Linked DNA regions of Zea mays: all the other regions are linked to region 3. Evidence: chromatin contacts called from public Hi-C data. All regions are on one chromosome and are shown on one strand. Each heading gives the region's core, a stretch centred on a gene start, on an enhancer-like site or on the middle of the called end of the contact. The rest is flanking DNA. Distances are from core to core; before and after follow the strand shown. Region 1 holds the start of mbd109 (methyl binding domain 109). Region 2 holds the start of LOC100284093. Region 3 holds the start of LOC100281966 (expp1 protein).

The links. Hi-C and Micro-C count contacts between places; a contact is called where the count stands out from the background.
Region 1: a Hi-C map of tassel shows a contact between it and region 3, with 2.5 times the contacts expected there. The contact joins the promoter of mbd109 here to the promoter of LOC100281966 in region 3. A contact is called at or near these places in 4 of 25 Hi-C or Micro-C datasets (leaf and tassel).
Region 2: a Hi-C map of ear shows a contact between it and region 3, with 2.0 times the contacts expected there. The contact joins the promoter of LOC100284093 here to the promoter of LOC100281966 in region 3. A contact is called at or near these places in 2 of 25 Hi-C or Micro-C datasets (ear and leaf).

What each region holds. Positions count from the first base shown.
Region 1 is chr5:17,037,144-17,040,460 of Zm-B73-REFERENCE-NAM-5.0, reverse strand. It overlaps mbd109 (methyl binding domain 109), which reads right to left and starts at 1,830. Exons shown (of 3, transcript NM_001112051.1): 1 at 1,628-1,830. The coding sequence starts at 1,741.
Region 2 is chr5:16,933,664-16,937,031 of Zm-B73-REFERENCE-NAM-5.0, reverse strand. It overlaps LOC100284093, which reads left to right and starts at 2,033. Exons shown (of 9, transcript NM_001156991.2): 1 at 2,033-2,341; 2 at 2,443-2,503; 3 at 2,601-2,733; 4 at 3,352-3,368. The coding sequence starts at 2,075.
Region 3 is chr5:17,166,926-17,170,408 of Zm-B73-REFERENCE-NAM-5.0, reverse strand. It overlaps LOC100281966 (expp1 protein), which reads right to left and starts at 1,803. Exons shown (of 3, transcript NM_001154883.2): 1 at 1,347-1,803. The coding sequence starts at 1,664.

The sequences.
Region 1 (3,317 bases), core at 581-3,080, 130 kb after region 3:
AGTCCTCATTTTTGAAGAACCATGTACACAAAAAGAAGAAATTTCCATGATCTACACAAAACAAAAATAAAGCCAACAGTTCTGCATGATTATCGCTTGTTTATACATAGGAATCGACAATTAAGCATATGAAACTTACCGCAACAATAAATCGTCCCAAGAGCCAAAGATGTAATCAATGAGCAAGGACAAATGAATCCTCACCAAATGCCAGGAACTGTTACTATCCAATGGAAAACGTGGGCTGGATGTCATAATCATTTGATGCATTTACAACAACGTGATAAATATGTTCATTGCCTATCTGAACTCTTCATATGCTAGTACCCTATTAAGCAATTAATGTCAAGTGTCTGCCTAATGGGTCTTGAAAGGCTTGTATTTCAGTTCATGGAATAAAATGTGAAAACAATATGCCCAGATGTTCCCAGGAGCTTATCTGTACTATCAACATTATAAAACCAAGTGAAAGATCTAGACTCTCCATATTATGCTTATTTTTCGTTTCATTTCATAGTGTATACAAAATCAAATAAAGAACATGCTTAGTAGGCTAGCTGCACCGCACTCAACAATTCTGCATCAAGCTTCCACACAGGTCAGCTAAAGACAACTTCAATGAAGTTGCACAATATAACCAAATAAGCCAAAAATCATATAATATAACCAAATATGCCAAAATCAAGATAGGAGATGCCAAAATAACTTTAAGATGTTGCTAAGACAATAAGAACTCATGATTGATTGGGTATAGTCTAGTCAAGTTCAGTGTTACTGGGTCACAGGTGCAGGTGAGACACGACAAGAGATAAAATAGATTGCACAACGATGGCTAACCATGTTAGGATCCACCCATACTGCTTAGCAAGGACCAAATAAGAGCCAAAACACACTATCGAGAGGTCTAAAGTCGAAACTTGCTTATACGATAAACGTATCATCCCCGGGTAAACTGAACCCAACGGACTGTAGGCCCTAATAGGTTTACAGAAATGACTTGGATGTTGCAATAGGGAGAGCTATAAAAGTGAAGTCCACAATACTCACTCCCACATCGCGGTCCGGTGGGGCAGCTCGAGCCCCATACCGCTCACGAGCCCATAGAGCTCCCTATAAAGTTAAATCTTATATTTCTTATTATGTATTCATGATTTTCATTGTTCATGGACGTCTCAATATAGAACTACTTTAAACAATTATATTCGTCTACTGTGAGTTTTTAGTGAGATTTTGTTACTGTAACGGTTTGGTCCTAATTTTTTCAGGCTCCATCGCTGTTGGACTCGGATGTTGCAAGTCAATCGCGAGCACGAACAGCGAGCTCAAATCAAGCTCCTAAACCTTATAGCCATGCTCGCATGGACTTAAGACCAAGCAAAATTACAAACGCACGCCCTCACGAACGACACGACTCAATCGAGCTCGGAAACCCTAGAACCCGACGCCACAGCCCCCCGACCGCTCGGTTACGGAGAACAGCAGCGGAATTCGCAGAGACGGAGCCCGAACCCCCCGGATCCGAACGCTAGCAGGCCCCCGCAGCCCTCGGGACCGAAGCAAACGGCGTGCAGGGAGGAGCGTGCGAGGAAATTGAAAGGGGACGGCCAAGCGGGCAGTAAGGGCGAACCTTCTTCGTCCAGCCTGAGGGTGCGGGGAGCTCGGTTGTGCTGGCCTGCTTCTTCTCCGGCGTCTCCTCGACCGCCGGCGCCGGCGCCGCCACGTGCTCCTCGCGGGTTGCCATACCGCTCGCCGGGCTTTCGAGTTTCCTCTTCCCGATATCGCTGTCGCGATGCGCAAAGGCTGGTGCTGAATTGGGGGGGAACGGGTTGGACTTGCAACGGGGGCCGCGGGGCGGGGGACGGCAGAAATAACGGCCCTCCTGGTGGTCTGCCGCCTGCCGCCTGCGCTGCGCCCCCAACTGTCTCGGGCACGCAGACGGCGTGAGCGACTGAGCGCGCGCACATAGACCCGGTGGATGTACTCGTGAGAGCGTGTCGGCAGATACGTGCGGGGGGTCGAGAGTGTAGGTATTGTGGACCGGGTGCAGGAGACGCTCTCGGGCGGCCGCGGGGCGCAAACGGCGGGACCGAGAAGGTGGCAGAAAACTGTATTGCATTCCACGAGCCCGGTCCGCTGTTGTGCGATAGGCGGTGCGATAGGCGCTGTGCGCGGAGTGAAGGTACGATACGCTACCCGCCGGAGCGCAGAGAACGTTCACAAGTGGGGCACGTTTGGACCTTGGAAGCCCCAAGCGTGGGACTGTGGGAGTGGGACGGTGGGACTTGGGAGGCAGGGCTCGCAAGCGGTGGAAGCGTGGCGAGTTTCGACTGGTTGAGTTCGGATAGAGCTACAGTAGCTGCAGATCAGCAGATCGGTTTAGAGATGGCAATTTTACCCGCGGGTTCGGATATCCACGGATATCCGACCTGTCGGATTCGGGTTCGAGTATGAAATTTAACCCGCGGGTCTCACCCGTACCCGACCCGTGATAAAATCGGGTCGGGTACGGGTTTCATCTTTTACCCGCGGGTCCTGGCGGATATCCGAAATTAAAAATACATGTATTTTGAGTTCACCAGAAATCGACCCGATGGTCCATCTTTATTCACCAGAACCGGCCTAATGGTGTACATGCGGCAGATCTAACAACAGAGATGACGGTGGGCTTAAGTCCATTCATTTTAACCAGATGCATTTTTTATCTTTTTACTACTTGAAGTTCTCTCCGATGTTAAAATTTTTATTTTAATTAATACAGCGTGTATGGTACCCAAAATCAACTAGTGGAACATAAAATAATCGCTTGCTGATGTCATAGAGAGACATATTTCTGTTATCCTTGGCTACCATATATCTTGCTAGCTTGCTATATATTAGGTCTAGCTAGGCGGTTGGGTGCTGTCAGCAATTACTTACTAGTCAGACGAACTTCTTTAGTATATTAATTGTTGAAAGGTTTTTATTACGTACTAATTCCTTTCTTATTAGTTGTTTGTAATTTGTGATATTCTTGGTAATTCATGAGTAGTTGATTGCCCAACAGTCCAAGTTCGTCTCTTGTTGTTTTGTTGAATTGAATACTTTGAAGTTTGGTTCAAGTGTAAACGCTATGTACTCATATAGCTTGCTTCTCTAACAGTAATCAGATTTATTATGTCTTGTTTTTTGTTCTACCTTGTCATTTGTCAACCATGTGTTTTTTTTGTGTGGAGTGTAATTATACTCGCGGATATCCGATACCCGCCCGATACCCGATGGGTACGGGCACGGGTACAAAATCCTACCCGCGGGTATAGTCGCGGGCGGGTATGAGCAAT
Region 2 (3,368 bases), core at 784-3,283, 230 kb after region 3:
GCATAGGCTAACAGTATTCAAATTGACTCTAACCTTGCAACAGGAGCAAAAGTCTCCCCGAAATCCAAACCTGTGACTTGGGCATAACCTTTTGCCACAAGTCGAGCCTTGTTTCTCGTCACCACCCCGTGCTCGTCTTGCTTGTTGCGGAACACCCACTTGGTGCCCACAATGTTTTGCTTTGGACGTGGCACCAGACTCCAGACTTCATTTCTTTTGAAGTTGTTGAGCTCTTCCTGCATGGCCAACACCCAGTCCGGATCCTACAAGGCCTCTTCTACCCTGAAAGGCTCAATAGAAGAGACAAACGAGTAATGCTCACAAAAATTAGTTAAACGTGAGCGAGTCATTACTCCCTTGCTGATATCACCCAGAATTTGATCCACGGGGTGATTTCTTTGGATCGTCGCTCGGACTTGATTTGGAGGGACCCGTGGTGCTTCTTCCTCCATAACATGTTCTTCTTGTGCTCCCCTTGATCATGCTCCTCTTCTTGAGGTACCTATCCATCATCTTGAGTTGGGGGATGCACCAGCGTCGAGGAAGAAGGCTGATCTTGTTCCTGTAGTTCCTGTGGTCGCACATCACCTATCGCCATCATGCGCATTGCGACCGTTGGAACTTCATCTTCGTCTATATCATCAAGATCAACTTGCTCTCTTGGAGAGCCATTAGTCTCATCAAATACAACGTCGCTAGAGACTTCAACTAATCCTGATGATTTGTTGAAGACCCTATACGCCTTTGTATTTGAGTCATACCCTAGTAAAAACCCTTCTACAGCCTTGGGAGCAAATTTAGAATGTCTACTTCACCAGAATGTAGCATTTGCTCCCAAATACACGAAAGTAAGAGACATTGGGTTTGTTACCGGTAAGGAGTTCGTAGGAGGTCTTCTTGAGGAGGCGATGCAGATAGAGCCGTTTTATGGCATGGAAGGTTGTGTTCACAGCTTCTGACCAAAACTGCTCGGGTGTCTTGAACTCTCCAAGCATCGTTCTCGCCATATCGATAAACGTCCTGTTCTTCCTCTCTACCACACCGTTTTGCTGTGGTGTGTAGGGAGCTGAGAACTCGTGCTTGATGCCTTCCTCCTCAATAAATTCTTCAACTTGTAGATTCTTGAACTCGGACCCAAAATACTTATAGAAATGGCCCAAGAGCATATTTCCCTTTCAAAGATAGGGGCCTAGCCGCCCTCCACTTCTGAGGCGTCCTTCACCCTGCTCGTGGCGGCGACGACCAATACCAAGGTATTGGAAATTAAGGAAACACACACGAAGGAAGGTTTTGCTTAGGGGAGGGACAAAAGCAAAACATTATTTTTGTTACCACAGACACTAGTGATAAATTATTCAACTCCATATCTAGATTGGTCATAAGAGATTTCGAAATAGCAAAAATGTACTATGATTTTTTAAAAAAAATCATTCTGTATGCTATCGGATTTTATATTTATTCCTTGTGTGCCATTAAGTGGCATATTGGTATTTTTTGTGTGTGTATAACATGTGGGGCTAGTGATACACAAAGAATGGGTATATTTTCCAATGGTAGAGGGAACCACCCCAAATTTAAACTACAACTACATAAACTTCATGGAGTTAACCCAGTTAATAATTTAGGAGTTGAGCTATTTGACAATTTATTTAGCTCTTCTTAAAGACATGTTTGGTTCGTAGCTAACCGCGTTACACTTTGCCTAATATTAATCGCTCGAATTGGAGAAATAACCTTAGATAGAAAAATTAAATAAAGTGTGACAAATTAGGCAGCGAACTAAAAAGTCTAACATGCCTTAGTCAGCTGGAAAGCTTTGCTATCAATAAGAACCTCCTCCGTTAATAAAAGCGTAAAACAGTTAAATTCTACAACATTCCTGAAAAATCGAACATAGGACTTCAGCCGCCAATCGGGCTGTTATAACGTGTCTTTTTCTTCAAACTGCATCACTTTTTCTGCAAATGAACCTTGCAAGAATCATTTGGGCTGCTGTCCAAACCCGTAAAACGACAATCTTGCCAGGGCCTAAATGACTGGGTCCACCGACCGAACTCCGGCCCACCATTCAGAAATGCGGCCCATGACGAACCCGCCCCTGCTCTCACCGTCCCCGTTCCCTCTTCTCCTCCGCCTCCTCCACCTCTCGCGCGCCCCTCGCCGCCGGAACCCTACCACCGGGCGGGCACCTACTTGTACTTCCCGCGACCGCCTCCCGCTCCTCCTCCCCGCTGCCATGTCCTCCGCTTCCAACACCGCCCCCCACTCCGTCGTCGCCGACCCCACTACTCTTGCCCGCAAAATCGCAGACATCCGTGCCGCCGGACCCACCAAACTCCAGGCAGGCACCCCTTCCGTTCTTAAATATCGTTTGACTTTTGGCTTCCTTGGTACGTGGAATCCGGGGTCCGGGAATCCTAACTAGGATTGCCATTTGCTCAGGTTATCGCCGACTTCGATGGCACGCTCACGCGGTACTGGTACGACGGCGCCCGCGGGCAGAGTACGTTTTCGCTTCTGCTACACAAGTTTTGGAGGTCCTAGTATTTAAGGTTTTGGATGTATCGAGAGGTTTATTTGTGTCTCTGTGTGGATGCTAGGTAGCCATGGACTGCTTAGGCAAGGGAACGAGGAGTACGACGCCAAGAGAGAAGCGTTGTATCAGCACTACCACCCCATCGAGATCTGCCCCGACATCCCACTCTCGGAGAAGGCCAAGCTCATGGAAGAATGGTACTACGTTCGTAATTCACAATAAATGAATATCTTCTTATTGATTTTAGCTGGCATGTAGATTGTTGGTGCAGTGAGTGAAGTGTGCTCTCACAGTGTTCATTCTTCTTATATGGATACTAAAATGTCACCCCGTTGCTGGAATTGTATTGGTAGAATCTGTGAAGTTGGCGTGGCTGAAGCATACTTAAAATGCATAGTGCTTGACTCTGGATCCAGTAACATAGATATAAGATTGCTAAATGCAGAAGAGCTGTCTAGTCATGGTGAATCTTGACTGATCATTATTGATTTAATGTCTAACTGTGTTGTAACCCACTTTCCACATAGTTCTAGTATTACCATATATATTTTCATTTCTGATAATTTGGGATCCTGTTTGTTGTAGCAGCTGAACAAAACGTAGTACATGCTTTCTTGTATACCATGGTACCTGAATGTGAAAACATTTACCGCAGAACTGAAAACTGAATTCTTCAAACTATTTGTTCTCTGACAAGCTTCATCAGTTGTCTACCATTTGGCTTAAAGTTTTAATGCAACATGAAGTCATCAACTCTATATATTTTCAACAGCAGGAGCTGAATCACTTACAATTGAAGTTGTTGTGTGCTACAGGTGGGAGAAGACTCATG
Region 3 (3,483 bases), core at 554-3,053:
ATTCACTATTTTCTTATTTTGGGGCAGACTGTGTTGAACTAACAAGCATAGACAGATAGACTCCTGATTTTAAATTTTGAAATGTAATGCTTTCACACTCACAGCACTTGCATTTATCCTTGGAAAACTATGGAGATTGAAGAGCAAACAGAAATTTTTAAAACACACTCGGTTTCTCCAAGGATCTATGCATGCTGAAAATGGATCTCAGGTGCAAAAGGTTAAGACTCATTAAAGTCTTAATGTTGAGTTTGTGATCCAAATTCTGAAGAAGGCGGCCAAGTTGGCGAGCGAAGCGGAGGCCCGTCGCCGGTACGGATCGTTTTAGGGTTTCACCTCTATAAATATCTTTGTAAGCCGCAGGAGATATCCATCTCTATTTGTAAATCTCCTGCGATCTGTAACCACCCAAAAATAGTGAGAAGTTGCCGGCCGGCGCCCGTGGTTTTTTTTTTCCCCTTCACTTTGGAGGGGTTTTCCACGTTAAATCCGTGTCTACTCTGTGATTGATCCTATTTGTGTCGCATTTATTTATAACACTTAAAGTATCTTGTGCTTATATTTTCTCACCATACAAGTAAAACGAGTTCTTGTAAAACTAGGAGCAGATAAAGAATTTTCACCAGATAAAGAAAGAGGGAGTTTGGTTTCAGTTCAATATCACATGTTACTTCATTATTTCGGGGTTTCACTCTTTTACCTGGTTTTTACTTTTCTTAGCATTTGTTGTTTCACAATAAGAGTCGCTTACTTTGGACCTCATTGTACAAGACTTCCTGAAATAGATTATTTCTTGCTACTTAATGAATGGCAGTGTACCTTCCATTTTATGCCAAAAAGATCTTAAACAAAATCAAATCACAAGTTACAGACGATGCTAAGCATATTGATATAATGCAATTCATTGAATACTTCTAAGATCAGGACCATGCACTACGATATCTACAAGTTACACCAAATACAACACGATCTCCCAACAACATAAAACTAATCCTTTGATCCTATTAGCCATTCACTACTACTGGAGTAATGGATCAAAATTTTGCATTGAATGAAACAACCGAGCAGCAACTCACCAACTCTGTTACTTCAAGGTCGCATTAAGCAGATTAACAGTTTCTACAGAAAGCACCAGGATCATGCTAAACAGCTCTACTTCCTGTTAGAACAATAAATAAATGCTAATCGATCCTACCTCGGGCGTGGTAACTGACCTCCACCTACTTACACATTTCCACAAGAACACAGAGTGCATGCTCCGCCGGAATTCAGATCCGACCCAAACTTATTGACTCCAAAGAAGAAAGCAGAACCCCAAAGAAAACAAGAAGACCAGGATCGCTTACTGGGTTGAATCCAGTGGTGGTGTTGATGGTGAGGAGAGAGATCTCATCGACCTTGGGGCGGAAGACGGCGAGCTGCCCGGAGGCAGCGAGGTTGAGGCGGCGGTCGCAGGGGGAGAGCTGTGTGTTGCCGGAAAAGAAGGCGTTGTATCCCGCGAAGACGACCCCGAAGGTGAAGCCGTCCCCGCGCTGGATCCGTCCGTCGCTGCACGGCTCGTAGACGCCGTTCGTATCCCCCGCCGCCAGCTGCGCGAGGCAGCAGGCAGCTAAGGCGAGAGATACTGCAGCAAGCAGCGTACGCGACGCGTCGGCGGCTGCCATGGCGGTCGGCGACGAGATTTTGCGGGGCGCGTTGGTGGCAACCGAACCGGCCAAGCTGGCTTCCAGTAACCACCGCCGTTTCTGTTGAGCGGAGAGCTCGTGAGCGACAGCGGTAGAGGTGGGTGTGAGGGAGAAAGGTGACTAGGTGAAAGCGGTGGGCCATCACTTTCGGTTGAGCGATGGGCCTTTGAGCGTCTCTATGGGCCAAGACGGGCTATCTAAAGCCATTTTTCAATAAAAAGGAAAAAGGAATTAGAGCTATTTTGGAGGATCATCCAAAATGGCTTCCAGGAGAAGCCCTTAAATGAAGGATCTCTATCAAATAAGGTCTTTTAGGACATGTTTGGCACGGTTCTGATCTGTAAATTGTGGGTCAAGACGGGGATGTAAGAGAAGCTATCTAAAGATATTTTCCAATAAAAAGAAGAAGGAATTAGAGCTATTTTTGAGGCTCGTCCAAATGGTTTTTCACTCCTAGCCCTTAAATGGAGGATCTCTATCAAATACGGTCTTTTAGGACATGTTCGGCACGGTTCTAACCTACAAATTGTGGGCCAAGATGGGTTGTAAGAGAAGTTATCTAAAATTATTTTTAATAAAAAAGAAGGAATTGGAGCTATTTTGGAGGCTCATCCAAAATGGCTTTCGCCCATGGATAGAGGTGGGCGTTCGGGTTACCCGAAAATTTCGGGTCGGGTAACTCGGGTATTTTAAATTTCGGGTTTTGAGAATCGATACCCGAAATTACAACGAGTTTTACAATACCCAAAAAAATCGGGTGCCCAGAATTTTGGGGTCGGGTTCGGATATTTCCGAACTACCCGAACTGTTAGGCTAGTTTCATAAAAACACATGCACCTTATTAAATTAATATAAAAATACAGTTTGAATAATAATATACATGGGCATAAAAAACACAAGCAATCTACAATCACAGGTCATACATACTTACATATAATTATAGATGCATAAATTAATAATTAAGAATGACATGAGCACATGACACATGAAAGTTCGGATATTTCGGGTACCCGATTATAATAACTGATATAAATTCGGGGTTTGCAAGTTGCTACACGGAATTCCGGAATGAAATTCGGGTTTTAGGTATTTCGGGTTCGGGTATTCTGGGTTCAGGTTACGGGTTACGGTTTTTTTGCCAGCCCTACCCGTGGAGAAGCCCTTAAATGGATGATCTCTATTAAATAAGGTCTTTTAGGACATGTTTGGCACAGTTCTCACCAGCAACTTATGGGCTAATATGGGACGTAAGAAAAGCTATCTAAAGCTATTTTTCAATAAAAAAGAAGGAATTGGAGTTATTTTAAAGGCTAGTCAAAAATGGCTTTCGCTCCTGTGGAGAAGCCCTTAAATGGAGGATATCTATCAAATAAGGGTTTTTAGTACATGTTTGGCACAATTCTGACCTGCAAATGAGAAATACAACACTTTAGAAGAAGCCATTTTGTGTTAGAGGAGACGAAGTCATTTGATGTAAAAAAATGAACCGTGAGAAGTGGTTCCTTTTCAAGTGCTTCGACTCCTATAAAAAGGCACTTGAGAGGAGCCGTGCCAAAACAAGCTCTAAAGATAATTTGGAGGCTGTCGGCGTTTCGAGACAGGGGGTCCCTAAGCCGACGAGTGAGTGTGCTGCGTGCCCCAGCCCAGATGGGTCGAGCGCGTGGGCGAGCGCGGAGGGGGGAGAGGCGAGGTGGCCGGAGCCGAGCGTGAGAGAGGTGGAAGTCCCGCGGCCTTCGTGTTCGTCCCGCGCCCAGGTCAGGTGCGCTTGCAGTAGGGGGGTTACAAGCGTCCACGCGGG